Regions from separate parts of the Sus scrofa genome. Here regions 1, 2 and 4 are each linked to region 3. A link is a contact called in public Hi-C data. All regions are on one chromosome and are shown on one strand. The core of a region is the stretch at or near the end of the contact, and the rest is flanking DNA. Distances in the headings are between cores, read along the strand shown.

Region 1 (3,515 bases), core at 989-3,488, 38 kb after region 3:
CAGCATCTCTGGACCCCACTCATTCCACACCAGGAGACTCCTGGTTGTGACAACCTGAGATGTTATTGTCAGATAAGAGAACACTTCAGACACGGCACATAGTAGGTCCTCATTAAATTTTTGTTGCATGAATAAATAATGACTGGTCCATGGGGAAACGTGTATCAGGATGTGAATTTCGTGAGTCTAAGGAGGGTGCATGAGTTCCTGCATAAACCTGCATCTAGCATCTTGCCCGGCACACAGAAGGATTGATTTAGTCACCCATCCACTAAGCTTTCAACAGTTTCCTGCTGTGTTTAGTATAAACCGTTTCTTGCCACAGCCCAAGAGGCCCTGCATGACCTGCCCTGTTCCCTCCCCCCCCCCCGACTCTGCTCCAGCCACACAGGCTTCCATACTGTTCTTCCAACGTGGTCCTGCCCCAGGGCTTTTGCACCTGCTGTTTCCTTGGCCTGAAACACCCTTCCACTAGACCTCCTGGTGGCTGGCTCTGTCTCATCAGCCAGGCTGTACTTAAAAGTCATTTTCTTTCTTTCATTTTTTTCTTTCTGTCATTTAGGGCTGCACCCGCAGCATATGGAGGTTCCCAGGTTAGGGGTACAATTGGAGCTGTAGCCACCGGCCTATGCCAGAGCCACAGCACTGCTGGATCTGAGCCACGTCTGTAACCTACACCACAGCTTATGGCAACACCAGATCCTTAACCCACCGAGCAAGGCTAAGGATCGAACCCACGTCTTCATGGATGCTAGTCGGGTTTGTTAACCGCTGAGCCACGATGGGAACTCCAAAAGTCATTTTCTAAAAGAAGCCTTTGGCAGTCCTCTTTTGCCCTTTAAACATGGTTACATATAGTTTTTTGGTAGCATCTTCCATTTGTCAGTTTTCGGTATGTTTATACGCTAATAGTCTAGATCGTCCTGTGCCTTATCACCAGGGCCTAAAATAGTGGCTGGCATACAGGAGGTGCTCAATAGTAAAAGCTGATTGAGCATCCCCTGTGTGCCATGCCTTTCTAGATGCTGGGGATCCAGCCAACAATAAAAGAAGCTCTATCCTAGCCCTGAAGCGCTCACATGAAGGGGTGGGGGAGGAATGAAGGATGAGGATAGGCAAGGAGACAAGAAAATTTTAGAGGAGTTCCTATTGTGGCTCAGTGGGTTATGAATCTGACTAGTATTCATGAGAACATGGATTCGATCCTTGGTCTCACTTAGTGGGTTAAGGATCCGGTGTTGCTGCAAGCTGAGGTGTAGGTTGAGGATGCAGCTCTGATCTGGCATTGCAATGGTGTGGCATAGGCTGGCAGCTGCAGCTCTGATTTGACCCCTAGTTTGGGACCTCCCATATGCCACAGTTTCGGCCCTAAAAAGACACACACACACACACACACACACACACACACACACACACACACCAGGAATTCACCTGGGGTGCAACGGATTAAGGATCCAGCCTTGTCATTGCAGTGGTTCGGGTTCACTGTGGTACAGGTTCGATCCCTGATGGAACAGGGATCACTCACATGCTGTAGGTGTGGCCAAAGAAAGAAAATGAAAATTTCAAATAGTGAAAACAGCGATGTGACCTTCCTCTCTGATGGACGGTCAGAGACAGCCTCTCAGTTGTCTGGGCTGAGATCCATGAGAATCAAACATTTATGAATAGGTGAACACAGTGTCAGAGTCAGGGTGAAGGGGATAGGAGTTCTAGGCAGAGGGAGCAGCCAGTGCAAAGGCCCTGAGGTAGATAGATATACATGTAGCTCCATAATATTTATTGAGAATAAATGAATGATAGAAGATTCTAGAAGGAATTGATCACTTTGGTTTGGCCAGAACTTGCTTGGGGGTTGGGGAAGGTAGAGGGTTGCCAGCTCTGATGAGGGAAGGAAATTCCTGGCAGAGGGAGGGGCTCCAGCAAAGGTCTGAGCTGCACTTGGTTTTGTTCTGTTCTGGGAGTGAATAGGAAGTGGCCAGGGGCTCTGAATGTCTTCTGGAGCTGACATACAGGGAATATGACAAGAAATAGCCCCTGAAAGTAGGGGAGAGGTCATGCTAGAGCTACAGCACCCCAGACTTTGGCCTTTGCCCACTGGCGGCTGGAAAAGTGCAAAACATCTGAGATAACGGTCTCTCCTCCCCTCCCCCTAGCCTGCCCCTGTGTCACTGGTCCTTAACCCTGTCCATCTTGCCTGTTCTCCAATCAGCACCTGGGGGTGGGCTGGGAGTGTGCCAGGACTATTTCAGCATCTTTTAGAGGTGGTAACAGAGGCATAGAGAGGCTGGGAGCCCTGGTGGTGGGATGAGCCTCTAGCTCGGAGCATACCAGAAGTCGGCTGGAGACAGAACTGGCTGGGCTCGTGAATGGGGATTTAGCCATTGAAAAGGTGAGCCCTGTACAGGTTCATGGGGGAGGGAGGGTTTATGCCAGGAGCCCTCCCTAAGCTTCCAGAGTTGACAGGAACCTCACACCCCATTGTACAGATGGGAAGACTGAGGCCCAGAGGGGAAGACAATGACCAAAATCATGCCTCTCTCCTGGGGTTGCTCTTGGTCATCCTTCCAGGTTCCCCCTGCACTCTAGAAGCAGGAGCTTTGGGCAGGAAGGGAATATAAGAGAAGGCTGGCTCCATTGGCCTCATGGGAGCTGACCAAGCTGATCATCCCCTGGTGTATCTGTCTAGTGCTTTTTATAGCAGTTGGCTCTCAGGCCTGGCGAGTCTCTGGGTCATCCCCACTGCACAGATTTGGAGACTGAGGCTCAGCAAGTGGGAGCAGCAGTCCAACCTGAGGGCTGAGCTGGGATTGAATTGGAGTGGGACAGACCTTACTTATGATGGTGTGTGGATGGGTGGTGGGGAGGGGAGGGGCTTCATGACCCACAAATGTCCCCTCCTTGCCCCAGATGGCTTCCTCTGCCAGTCCTATGGGCCCTATTGACAGCCTGGAGCTCTTGGATCTCCTGTTTGACCGGCAGGACGGCATCCTGAGACACGTAGAACTGGGCGAGGACTGGGGCCGCATCGAGGACCAGGTGATAACATATCGTGGACACCCCAGGGCCAGAGCCAAGACTCTGCTCTGCTCTATGCATTTACCACTCACAGTGCGTGATTTTTAGCACAGCATGTTATTGTGTCAAAACTTTCAGCTCCCCTAAGGGGCAGGTAACATCACCTTTTTCTTAAAAGTGGTGAAACTGAGGCCCAGAGAGGGTTGGTAACTTGTCCTGGGTCACACAGCAGTTTGGAGTTGGGTTCAGACTTAAACTCGGGGCTCATGCCTCAACATGGTTGGATGCTGTTCCCATGCCCCACGGTTGTGCTCAGGCTCCAACAATGCTGGGACAAGAAGCATTAATGCTTTCCATCTTGCAGAAAGGAAAAGCAAGCTCCAGAGAGGGTCAGGGGCTCGCCTAGAGACACACAGCAGTCCAAAGCAAAGGATGAATTAGGCCTCCTAATTCCCACCAGTCCTCTCCGTCCCAACAGGTTTTGCCTGGCCCGGACT
Region 2 (3,635 bases), core at 872-3,371, 58 kb after region 3:
TCTGCCCAGAGCCCTCCAGGGTTCCCATCCCCCTGAGGGTAAAAGCCCAAGTCCTCCCTGAGGCCCACGAGGCCCTGCACAACCTGCCCCAACTCCCCCCATTTCTCCCTCTGTTGCAGTCACAAGGGCCTCCTCACTATTCCTCCAACTTTCCAGGCTTGGTCTGGTCTCAGGGCCTTTGCACAGGCTGTGCCCTCTGCCTGGAATGCCCTTTGCCCAAATACCCACATAGCTCCCTCTTCACTCCTCCCAATCTTGGCTCAAGAGTCATCTCATTTGCACACTCATGATCATAGCAGCATTATTTGCAATAGCTAAAATATGAAAGAAACCCCAATATCCATCAACAGTCGAATGGATATTAACAAATGTGGTCTGGAAGTTCCTGTTGTGGCTCAGTAGTAACAAACCTGACTAGCATCCATGAGGACGCCAGTTCAATCCCTGGCCTCACTCAGTGGGTTAAGGATCTGGTGTTGCCATGAGCCATGGTGTTGGTTGCAGACACGGCTCAGATCCTGCATTGCTGTGGCTGTGGCCTAGGTTGGCAGCTGCAGCTCTGATTGGACCCCTAGCTTGAGAACTTCCATACGCTGCTGGTGTGGCCCTAAAAAGTAAAAAAAGAAAAAAGAAAAATAAATGTGGTCTGTACATACAATGGAATATTATTCAGCCTGCAAAAGGAAGAACATTCTGACACAGGCTACAATATGGATGAAACTTGAGGACATTATGCTCAGAGAATAAGCCAGATAAAAAACCACAAATACTGTATCATTTCACTTATGGGAGGTCCCTAGAGGAGTCAGACTCATAGAGAAAGTAGATGGTGGGTGCCAGGGCGTGGGGGAGGGGGATGGAGAGTTAGTATTTAATGAGAACACTAGGAAGATGAAAAAGCTCTGGAAATGGATGGTGGTGATGGTTGTATAACATTATAAATGTATTCAATACTGCTGAACTGTAGTCTTAAAATAGTTAAGAAAGTAAATTTTATATTGCGTATATTTTATGAGTATTTTTTAAATTGGGGGAAAAATAGTCATTTTCAGTGATGGCTCCCTGGCCACCTGGTTTCAATGCAGCCCTCAGCTCTTCTTATCTGCTTTGCTTTTCTCCCTAGCTCTTACCACCATCTGGTTTCTTTTTATTCTTCTTTCTTTTTTTTTGGCTGCAACACAGCATAGGGAAGTTCCCTGATTAGGGATCCAATCCAAGCCACAGCTCCAGCAAGGCAGGATCCTTAAACTGCTGCGCCACAGCAGGAACTCCCCACTATCTGATTTCTTATACTTATTTGCTGCTCATCTGTCTTGTTCTGTGATGTGGCTCCAGGTTGGAGAAAGTGTCTGGTATAAGGTAAGTACTTGAATGTTTGTGGAATAAAGTGAAAAACACCCAGGAGGGAAGAGTGGGGCTGCACATCATCTAAGAGCTCACTGATGCCTGACTCAGAATGAACGAGCCAGCCTTTGTGGGAGGGGGGCAATCTTCTCCCCAGTTTACAGAAGGGGAAAGGAAACCCAGAAAGAAGTGACCCAGCCAAGGTCTCAGCGTACGGAGGGACTTCTTTTCAGCGTGGTTGGAGGAGTGTTTCTGATACATCCTCCAGGTTCCTCCCCAGGTCAAAACCCTTCCGCATCACCCTTAGTGTCAACTCCCCAGCCTGGCACTTGAGGCCCATCCTGGCCTCCTTCTGGAAACCTCTTTGATCTAATCTGCTCTCTAAGTTTATTTCCACCCCACCCCCCCGCTTTGCCCGGGTAGTGCATTCTGCCTGGATATACATTGGGTGCTCCCTTATCAGAACTTGAAGACCACCCCATCGCTGGTCCTTCCCCGAGTCACCAGCCTAACCGACCCAGAGCTGGGCGTGTTCGCGTCCCCGGCCGCGCTGGGGCGTCACTTCCCGCCCCCTCCTCATTGGGAAGTCCCTCCCATTATCTAGCCTCAGTGTCTCCTGCTATTCCCACAATTCCCCGCTGCCGGTAGGCCCCGCCCAGCCCACGGCCCTGGGGGTAGCTGTCGGGATCCCGCCGCGCTCACCTCGGGGAGACCGCACTTGCCCTTGTCTGCGTACGGCGACAGGCCAGCCGCATAATTCACCGACATCCTCACCGCCCCAACGGGAACAATAAAGTTTCCCTTGTTGTGGCCGCTTCCGCCGGAAATGGGGTGGGACGGGGAAGGAGGAGCCGCATTCCCATCCACCGCACCTGGCGTCTCCTTCCAAGACGCATGCGCCCCGGACGGACGCTGCGGTCGCCATATTAACTGATGGCAAAGGGAGACCTGCTTCCAGCTTCTGCTTCGTACTGTATGCTGGGCATGTAGCGGGTGGTGGGAAAAAGGCTGTCCAGTGACCGGGCTGGAAACTGGGGGATAGCCGACGAGAGAGTTCTCTAGTCGCCTCTAAAGCGAGGGGCACGAAGATCAGTGCCCTTTTCCCCTTTTCTCACAAATGAGTGAATTGACGTTCCCCTTACTCGCCCTCCACTCTTGCAGAACAGAGCTTGAGAGAAGGGACCCGGGACTCATGCTCCCAATCCAAGGTTCTTTCCCCTGAAAATTTCAGAATTTTCTAAATTTACAAATGTACAGTACCTGTGCGTCGTGGGGGCAATTTGGGGCCTCACTAAGGGAAGGTTGAGGACGCCACTCTTAAGATACTTGGACATTATCTAGGTGGGCGATAATCACTCAGCAGGACAGGTCTCGACTGCACCAAGAAAATGGAGAAACTGCTTCCGGTCACTGGGGCTGGTGGCCTTTAGGACTCATTTAAGAAATGTATTGCACAGCCACTAGGGGGACGCTGGAGAGCAAATGCAGCATTTCATGACCTAGCAGTGGTGACTTAGTGTGACCTGTGTGTAATGAGGGCATTGAGCAAGGAAGGCGCTCTGGCGGAGGCAGCTGACCCAGCCTGGGAGACAACCAGGAAGGCTTCCTGGAGGAGGAAATGTTTCACTAAAGATCTGAACAGTGAGTACAAGTGAGGTGGGGGAAATCAGCCAATTGGGGCTGACAGGAGGTACAGAAAGAGGGCTCCTGGCAGAGGAACAGCAAGTCCAAAGGATGGGAAGAGCAGAAGAGGGTGGCTCTTTCCAGAAACTGAAATCTGCCCAGTGATGTTAGGGAAAAACATCCATGTCTTCCTGCCAAAGCCTGGTGGCCAACAGACAGGCCCACTGCCAGTCTGTCTCCTCCCTCTGCTCATCCCCTACCATTGGGGGTGGCTGCCTGTTCAGAGCTGATCAGGTGTCAGAGCTGAGTGCTGGGAGCTGCTGGTGTGAGCTGGTGGCCCCGCTGGAGCAGGTAACCAGAGCCGGCAGTGGACACGGTGGCCTGGTGCTGGAGTCAGTGGAGCTGCAGAAGGTAGGGGCAGAGGAGATGAGGGAGGCCTGGGCTGGAGGCTCCCCTTAGGGCCTCAGGCCCCTTGCCCCTGGGCACTGGCATATGGGAGAATGGAGGGCTGGTGTATGCCCCAGTTATGCTGAGGCAACAGGCACCCAGACACACACACACACGCACACACACACACACGCACACCCATTCATGGGTGCACTTTGCACTTCTCAGCCTTTTGCCGTGGTTAGGGTACATCCCTTCTTTTCCTGCTGCTGCTGCTCAAT
Region 3 (3,525 bases), core at 103-2,602:
CTCTGCTCCAGCATGGAGAATAGGAGTGGGGAGGTCAGACGGACATGCTCTGGAGCCACTCTGGCATGTGACCTCACACAATACTCTGCCATCAGGTAACCCCTAAGGCCTTGATGTTCCTTTCTCTGATCCCACCTGCTGCCCCAAAGTCCTCCTGTCTCACTCAATTGCCTCAAACCGCCTGCATTTCTCCAGCTTCTCAAGGTTTTGCGAATCCATTTGATTCAGAGTCTCTGCTCACCTGCTTTCAGGGGTCCTGGCAGGCCCCAGACTTCTTCCCTGAATGGCTCCCAGTTCTCCTCACACCCTGCCCCTCCAAATGCCCCTCACTCCTTGCTCTCCCAGCCTCTAAGCCTCCTCCAGGCTTCCTCACCACTTTCCCCAGGCTCAGGCGCCCCACCCACCACCAGCAGGATCTTCTCAGGTCCCTTCCCCCCAGATCCCTCAGAGACCCTCTCAGCCCTCAAAGATCCCTCCCCCATCCTCATTTCTCAGACACCCCCTTGCCCCCTTCCTGGACTTCCATACCCCATGCTCGTCTCAAGGGATCCCACTCTCCCGCCCCATCCTCTCCTCTCTGGAATCCCATTCGCCCCATTCTGGGCCTGCAAGAACCTCCCCCCACCTCCACCTCATTACCCAGGGACTCCTCCCCTTTACTCTGACTTCACTACTAGGAACCCCTAATCCATTCTCACCTCCCAGGAACCCTCCCACCATCACCCTGGCTTCGCTATATCAAAAAGGCCCGAACCCCAGCCTTTTCCTGGTAGGGACCGATTCAATACGCAGAGACCCCCTCATCCTATCTTCTCCCAGTAAGAACCCCCCTCCAGCCCTATTTCGCAACTCAGGGACCCCCTTCCGCCAACGTCGATCCTCAGAGCCGCTCAGCTCTCCTCTCAGGGACCCTCTCTCCCCGATCTCGCTATTCTGGGACCCCCCCCCCCCAATCCTGTCCTCTCCCCGGCCCCGGCCCATCCCACTCACTCGGAGGCGCCCTCGCTGGTGGGGGACGGGCCCTCGGCGATGGCGGGGTTGATGGTGAGCGCCGGCAGCACCGGCTTCCTCCGGGCCAGCATCGGGGCTCCGCGGGCCGGCGGCGGCGGCGGCGGCGCCTCTAGCCGGGGCCCATAGGGGGCGGGCCGGGAGCAGGCGACGCCGACTTGAGCCCGGGGCTGTGGCCGCGGCCTAGGCCGGCGCCGGGGCGGGGAGGATGATCGGCGCTGCGGATCGGGGCCGAGGGGCGCCAAAGGGCACCGGGACTGAAGTCAAGGGATCTGGGCCGGCGCGGCCACCAAAGTCTGGCCGAGGCTGACGCTGCAGCCGGAGCCGGGGAGGCCGAGGGAGGGGAGAGGAGGGAGAGTGACGAGATCGCGGGCCGGCCTATCGCGAGAGCCAGCTCCTAGGAATCGAGCCAGATCCCACCCCTCACCGCGGTGCGTGCGCACCACTCTAAGGCCGCCTCCCGAAGGGGGAAATAGGCGGAGACTTAGTTGAGGCCAGGCCTGGAGCATGCGTATTAGCTCGCCTCCCCCCACACAGCTTTTGCGCAAGCTCCGGGAGTGGGGCGAGAGGGACAATGCGACAGACAGGTGTTGGGGGTGGAGCGGCAGTGGAGGAGGGGCGGTCAGACCCCTAGAGCTTTACAGGTGACAGACTGGAACTACATGAACCAGTAAAACCTTCAAAAATAGGAGACTTAAGTTGACCTAAGAGTCAACTAAAGGCTTTTTGCCAATACGGACCCCCACATCCCCCCAGCAATTAACTCATACTACCAATTACTATCATTCACTCATAAAAGAGAGGTCATTAAAAAACTTTTGTTGTTATAAATATATGTAACATAAAATTTACCATTTTACCAATTGTAAATGTGTAGTTTAGTGGCAGTAACTATATTCACACTGTTATGCAACCTTTCCCACCATCCATCTCCAGAACTTTATCTTCTTCCCAAACGGAAAATCCGTCCCCCTTATTGAACACCAACTCCCCATTCTACTCCCCTAGACCACCACTCTTCCTTCTGTCTCTATGAATTCAACTGCTCTAGGGACCTCCTGTAAGTGGAATGATAAGGTATTTGTCCTTTTGTGACAGACTTATTTCACTCAGCATCATGTTCTCAAGGTTCATCCATGTTGTGGTGTGTGTCAGAATTTCCTCCCTTTTTAAGGCTGAATAATACACTGTTGTATGGTTGGACCCTACATTGTTTATCTTATCTGTTAATGGACATTTGCGAGTTTCCACCTTTTGGCTCTTATGAACAGTGCTGCTATGAAGGTGAGTGTATCAATTTCTCTTTAAATCTTTGCTTGCAACTCTTTTGAATATCATTTGGTGATTCTATGTTTTTTTTTAATTTTTTTTTTTTTTGGTCTTTTTGCTATTTCTTGGTCTTGGGCCGCTCCCACGGCATATGGAGGTTCCCAGGCTAGGGGTCGAATCGGAGCTGTAGCCACCGGCCTACCCAGAACCACAGCAACGCGGGATCCGAGCCGCGTCTGCAACCTACACCACAGCTCACGGCAACACCGGATCGTTAACCCACTGAGCAAGGGCAGGGATCAAACCCGCAACCTCATGGTTCCTAGTCGGATTCGTTAACCACTGCGCCACGACGGGAACTCCGTTTATTTATTTTTTATTTTTTGGGCCACATGTGGACATGCCCTTGGGTGGGGAATTGAAGCTGCATCACAGCAGTGACCCAAGCCACTGCAGTGATGATGCTGTATCCTTAACCTGATATGCCATAAAATAACTCTTATGTTTAATTTTTTTAGAAACCATCATACTGTTTTCCACAGTGGCTACACCATTTTATGAGAAAGGTCACTTTAGGAGTTCCCGTCGTGGCGCAGTGGTTAACGAATCCGACTAGGAACCATGAGGTTGCGGGTTCGGTCCCTGCCCTTGCTCAGTGGGTTAATGATCCGGTGTTGCCGTGAGCTGTGGTGTAGGTTGCAGACGCGGCTCGGATCCTGAGTTGCTGTGGCTCTGGTGTATGCCGGTGGCTACAGCTCCGATTCAACCCCTAGCCTTGGAATCTCCATATGCTGCGGGAGCGGCCCAAGAAATAGCAAAAAGACAAAAAAAAAAAAAAAAAAGAAAGGTCACTTTAACACCAATTTAAGGAAAAAGGGAGGTAGTACATGGCACAGAATAAAGAATAATCACTTAAATAGGAAAAAGTCGACTTTATGAAAAACCCACCACATTGCCTTTTTTTTTTTTTTTTTTTTTTTTTTTTGGTCACTTCTCTGAGCACTTGTGTGCATTTCATGGTGGGGTGCATCTTCATATGGAAAGAAATGGAGAGAGAAAGTTTCAGTCAGCCTCTTCTAGGTCCAGCCAAGGTGCTCTTGTTGCCCTGGGTAAGTCCTGCCCATTTCCTGTCCAGCCACCCTGCAGTCATTCTTTTAACAGTCAACTTGGGAGTTCCCATTGTGGCGCAGCAGCGTAAACAAATCTGACTAGGAACCATGAGGTTTCGTGTTTGATCTCTGGTCTCAC
Region 4 (3,510 bases), core at 724-3,223, 52 kb before region 3:
GGGTTCGCACGTGGTGGTGGCGTCAAGGGGAAGGAGGGGGGTCCGGGCCAGAGGAGACAGGGTCACGCGCTCTGGGGGCGCGGGCAGGGGTGAGGGGTGCTTTCTGTCCCCTCCCTGGAGGCCAGGGCCAGGCGGCCGCGCGGGCAGGGCAAGGGGCCAGGCCAGTCCCCCCACCCAGGGCTGAGTCAGGCCCGGGCGGGGGCAGGAAGCGGCCCCCTCCCCCGCCCCGGCCGCAGCGCGCGGCCCCCGCTCCGGCCCGCGGGCCCCCACCGCGCAGCCCGCGCGGGGGGCTCCTACCTCCTTCCCGGGGCAGCGGCGAGGGGGCCCGGCCCCGGCGGCGGCGGTGGCGGCGGCTGCGGCTGGGCTGGCTCCCTCCGAGGGGCCGGGAGGCGGCAGTGAGCCTGGCCCCGCGCCACCCCCCGCCGCCGGCGGCCAATCCCCACCCGGGCTGGGGGGAGGGCGATGCAAATTACCCCGGATCTGGGTCCGCCCGCCCGCCTCCCCCACGCCCGGGCCCAGTCTGCACTAGGCCGCTCATCCCCGGACTCCCCTGCACCGCGCGGCCGCCTGGGCCGCCGCCCTCCCCAGGGAGCGCGGGGTGGGTGACCCCCCCCGGGACGGGGGGCTGAGGGGAGGGGGGCTGGGGACGGTTACACAACCAAGGCGGGGAGGGGCCCCGGGGCGGGGAGGGGGACGGCCCGCGGGCCGCGCAGCCGGAAGCCGGGGACCGCCACCGGCCCCCGGCAAGGGGAGCCCGGCTCCAGGCCCCGCCTCCGGGCCGGCAGGCCCCGCCTCCGGGCCGCGCCGCGCGATCAGCCCGCGCTCATTGGCTCGCTAGCCCGCCACTCACCGCCCCTCCTCCGCACCGCCCCTACCCGCGGGCCGCGGCGGGACGGCGGCGCGGCGCACCCTGGGACTTGTAGTCCGAGCAGCCTGCCACCTGCCAGCTGCAAGCGCGGGGGGACTACGACGCCCAGAGGCCCCAGCGGCCGCGCCCGCCCACCCGGACACCCCACCCCTTCCCCCTCCTTTGCAAAGCCCCCCTCCCTGTTTTTTCAGCCCCCTCCCCCCCATCCCCCATGGAGCTCAATCCTGGCCAACTCCAACGTATGCACGCAGCACCGAATAGGCCCCCGGGGGGCGAGAGCGCCCCCAGTACCCAGCTGCAAACTTAGCACGCGACGCGCCCCCCTATCTCCCCACGCCGGCTCCCCCCACCCTCAATGCAGCCCCGCTTCCCCTCCCCCTCTCCTCGCGCTCCTGGGAGCCCCGAAAAAACCATGCACCAGGGGGGTCGGGGGGGGGCGGCCGGCGCACAAGCCTATGCACTTCGCCCCTAATACCCCTTCCCTGGCGGCGCCCCCTCCCCGCGCTCGGGATCCAGGGCGCCTCCAGCCTCCCGGCAGCTGCCAGCCACCCCCTCCTCTGAAACTTGCGGAACGTCCCTGGCTCCCGGGATCGCCCCTTCTGGCGAGGGCAAAGGTGGGCGCAGAGACCCCAGCCCTTCCCCACCCTGCACCCCATGCTGGGGGCCGCGCCGTGCGCTGACTTACCTCGCGGGGCCGGGCCGGGCCGGGGCGCGCGGGGCCGGGGCCCGGAGTTGGGACTGGGCTCCTCGGCCGCTCGCCTCTGGGGTCCGCGTCTAGCTCTCCCCTCGCTGGCTCTCCCCTCTTCGCTCCCTCGCTCCGGCGGCGGCGTCACTGCCCCTACAGTAACTGTACAGTACAGCCAAAGCCCCGTATGATGCTCGCGACTCCCTTCCTGGTTTCTCCGAGGGCAAGAGGGGTCCTCCCTTGTCTTAAAGGTGCCGCAGCCGCCGGCCCCCCCCACGCCCAGCCCGCCCCCCCACCCCGGCCTCAGAGGCCAGAACAGGCTCGGCAGGTCCCCTCTTGCCACGTCTCTGCCCTCCCGTGGGGCTTCGCCCGCTGCGCCGGAGAAACCGGGCTGTTATTAGGTTTTGTCAAGTTGAGGGGGGGTCCAGCCCGCCCCCGGCGCGCCCCCCCTCTTCTGACCTCTCCGCCCCGCTGCGCGGCGCCGTGCCAGCCTGCCAGCTTATCTGTCCCCAGAGCTCCCCGGGGCGCGGGGGGAGCGGGCCCCCCGGGTGGAGGGGGTGGGGGACTCCAGATAAACAGGCCCCCAGCCTCCACGCAGAGGCGGGTGCGGGGGGGGGCGCGGGCTTTGCCCCCGACGCCTGGGGCGTGGCAGGATGGCAGCGGGGGCGGGGAGGGCTATGCGCACTGCGAGGACCGACGCGGGCGTGGGTCGCGGCTGCCCGGGCTGCTGGGGGTGGGTGGGGGGCGAGGGGTGGAGACTGCGGGCCGGACGCCGGCCCTCCCCGGGCCTCAGTTTGTCCAGCTGCGGAAGGGACCTGGGGGCGGGCTTTGGGTTGACGGCTCGGGTCCGCTGGGCTCCCGGGTCTGTAAATGAAACAGCCAACCTGCCCGCCTGCGATTATGTAAAGGAGTCGCCTCTGCCCGCTGCGCCAGGGGCGTAGCGGGGGAAGGGGTTGGCTAGGGGCGGGCTGGGCTGTTGTTTTCCCGGCTTTCCGAGTTCCCCCACCCAACTGCGGGCCACTGGGCGGGACGGAGACCCGGCACCGGACGCTTAGGTCCCGCGGTTCGTTCCCGCAAGGGTCTGCATGGCTTGGGAGGGGCGAAGGTGGGGAGTGGGGAGGCGTTGGCTCAGCCCAACTTTTTTTCCCTGTCCATTTCTCCCACTTCCTCCCCGGTCGTGGGAGAGGTCCGGCGGGGGACGGGGGAGGGGGAAGAGGGGACGAGCAGTGAGAACTGCCTGACCCGCCCCGGCCAACTGCCCGCTGCACACAGTAGGCGCTGGGGGAGGGCTCTCTGGTGCAATCAGCCCCCTGGGGATCTCTGAGCCTCAGTTTCCCTGTCTGCATTCCCTCGGTCGGAGAAGGCTGGCACCTGCTTCGGCGTCGTTTGCTGAGCGCTTCTCGAGTGGCTGGCTCTGTCCGGGGTCCTGTTTACCTCCATTCTAACATCTAATGCCATTATCATGATCATTATTTATTGTTATTATCATTTTTACCACCATTACCTTACAGGCAGGAAACTTCCACTGCCGTGGGTGAAATGTACCCCGTCTGTCCTTCTGTGACTTCAAAGCTTTCCTGCACTTCATTGCCTCTTCACACACGTATTAAAAGTGCCTTTCAACTCCCAAACGGGTTGGATTGGCTTTTGTAATAGTAATTTGGCTTCAAGGGGAAACCCGGGAGGCCCCCAGAAGGGAAGTGACAGCCCCAGGACTTGCAGCCTGAAACCAACCCCCCAGGGTAGATGGAAAAGGACTGAGGGAGGGGCCACTTGGGTCCAGAGTGAGGGCGGAACCCAGGGACTTTGCTCTAACGACCCTGCCTGGGATATAAGTCCTCTTCCTTCCTTAAACCACCCTGCCATCAGCCTTGGGACAAGAAGGGCCAAGCAGAAACACAATTTGCAGGTCCCAGGATAGTTATTGGGTACTGGAGATAACTGAAGTTCAGGCCTT

What was found. A called contact is a pair of places that touch in the nucleus more often than the background predicts.
Region 1: a contact with region 3 is called in a Hi-C map of liver, with 2.7 times the contacts expected there. The contact joins the promoter of CREB3L3 here to the promoter of MAP2K2 in region 3. A contact is called at or near these places in 4 of 47 Hi-C or Micro-C datasets (fetal liver, liver and skeletal muscle).
Region 2: a Hi-C map of liver shows a contact between it and region 3, with 3 times the contacts expected there. The contact joins the promoter of SIRT6 here to the promoter of MAP2K2 in region 3. A contact is called at or near these places in 1 of 5 promoter capture datasets (liver), 12 of 47 Hi-C or Micro-C datasets (fetal liver, fetal skeletal muscle, heart right ventricle and 5 more) and 1 of 2 datasets of contacts at active chromatin or transcription factors (alveolar macrophages).
Region 4: a contact with region 3 is called in a Hi-C map of liver, with 5 times the contacts expected there. The contact joins the promoter of ZBTB7A here to the promoter of MAP2K2 in region 3. A contact is called at or near these places in 2 of 5 promoter capture datasets (both in liver), 14 of 47 Hi-C or Micro-C datasets (alveolar macrophages, blood, embryonic fibroblasts and 6 more) and 2 of 2 datasets of contacts at active chromatin or transcription factors (alveolar macrophages and skeletal muscle).

Annotation. Positions count from the first base shown.
Region 1 is chr2:74,586,992-74,590,506 of Sscrofa11.1, reverse strand. CREB3L3 (cyclic AMP-responsive element-binding protein 3-like protein 3) reads left to right here and starts at 2,238. Exons shown (of 10, transcript XM_021084084.1): 1 at 2,238-2,392; 2 at 2,911-3,039; 3 at 3,497-3,515. The coding sequence starts at 2,911.
Region 2 is chr2:74,567,025-74,570,659 of Sscrofa11.1, reverse strand. SIRT6 (sirtuin 6) reads right to left here and starts at 2,121. Exons shown (of 10, transcript NM_001114273.1): 1 at 2,047-2,121. The coding sequence starts at 2,112. It overlaps ANKRD24 (ankyrin repeat domain-containing protein 24), which reads left to right and starts at 2,258. Exons shown (of 23, transcript XM_021084071.1): 1 at 2,258-2,985.
Region 3 is chr2:74,624,566-74,628,090 of Sscrofa11.1, reverse strand. MAP2K2 (mitogen-activated protein kinase kinase 2) reads right to left here and starts at 1,352. Exons shown (of 11, transcript NM_001244550.1): 1 at 991-1,352. The coding sequence starts at 1,082.
Region 4 is chr2:74,676,756-74,680,265 of Sscrofa11.1, reverse strand. ZBTB7A (zinc finger and BTB domain-containing protein 7A) reads right to left here and starts at 1,973. Exons shown (of 3, transcript XM_003354008.4): 1 at 1,554-1,973. It overlaps LOC110259362 (vegetative cell wall protein gp1-like), which reads right to left. Exons shown (of 2, transcript XM_021084088.1): 1 at 2,013-3,510; 2 at 1,624-1,715. The coding sequence starts at 2,899. The coding sequence ends at 1,643. It overlaps LOC110259661 (basic proline-rich protein-like), which reads left to right. Exons shown (of 4, transcript XM_021085143.1): 2 at 126-598; 3 at 714-953; 4 at 1,060-1,129. The coding sequence ends at 1,129.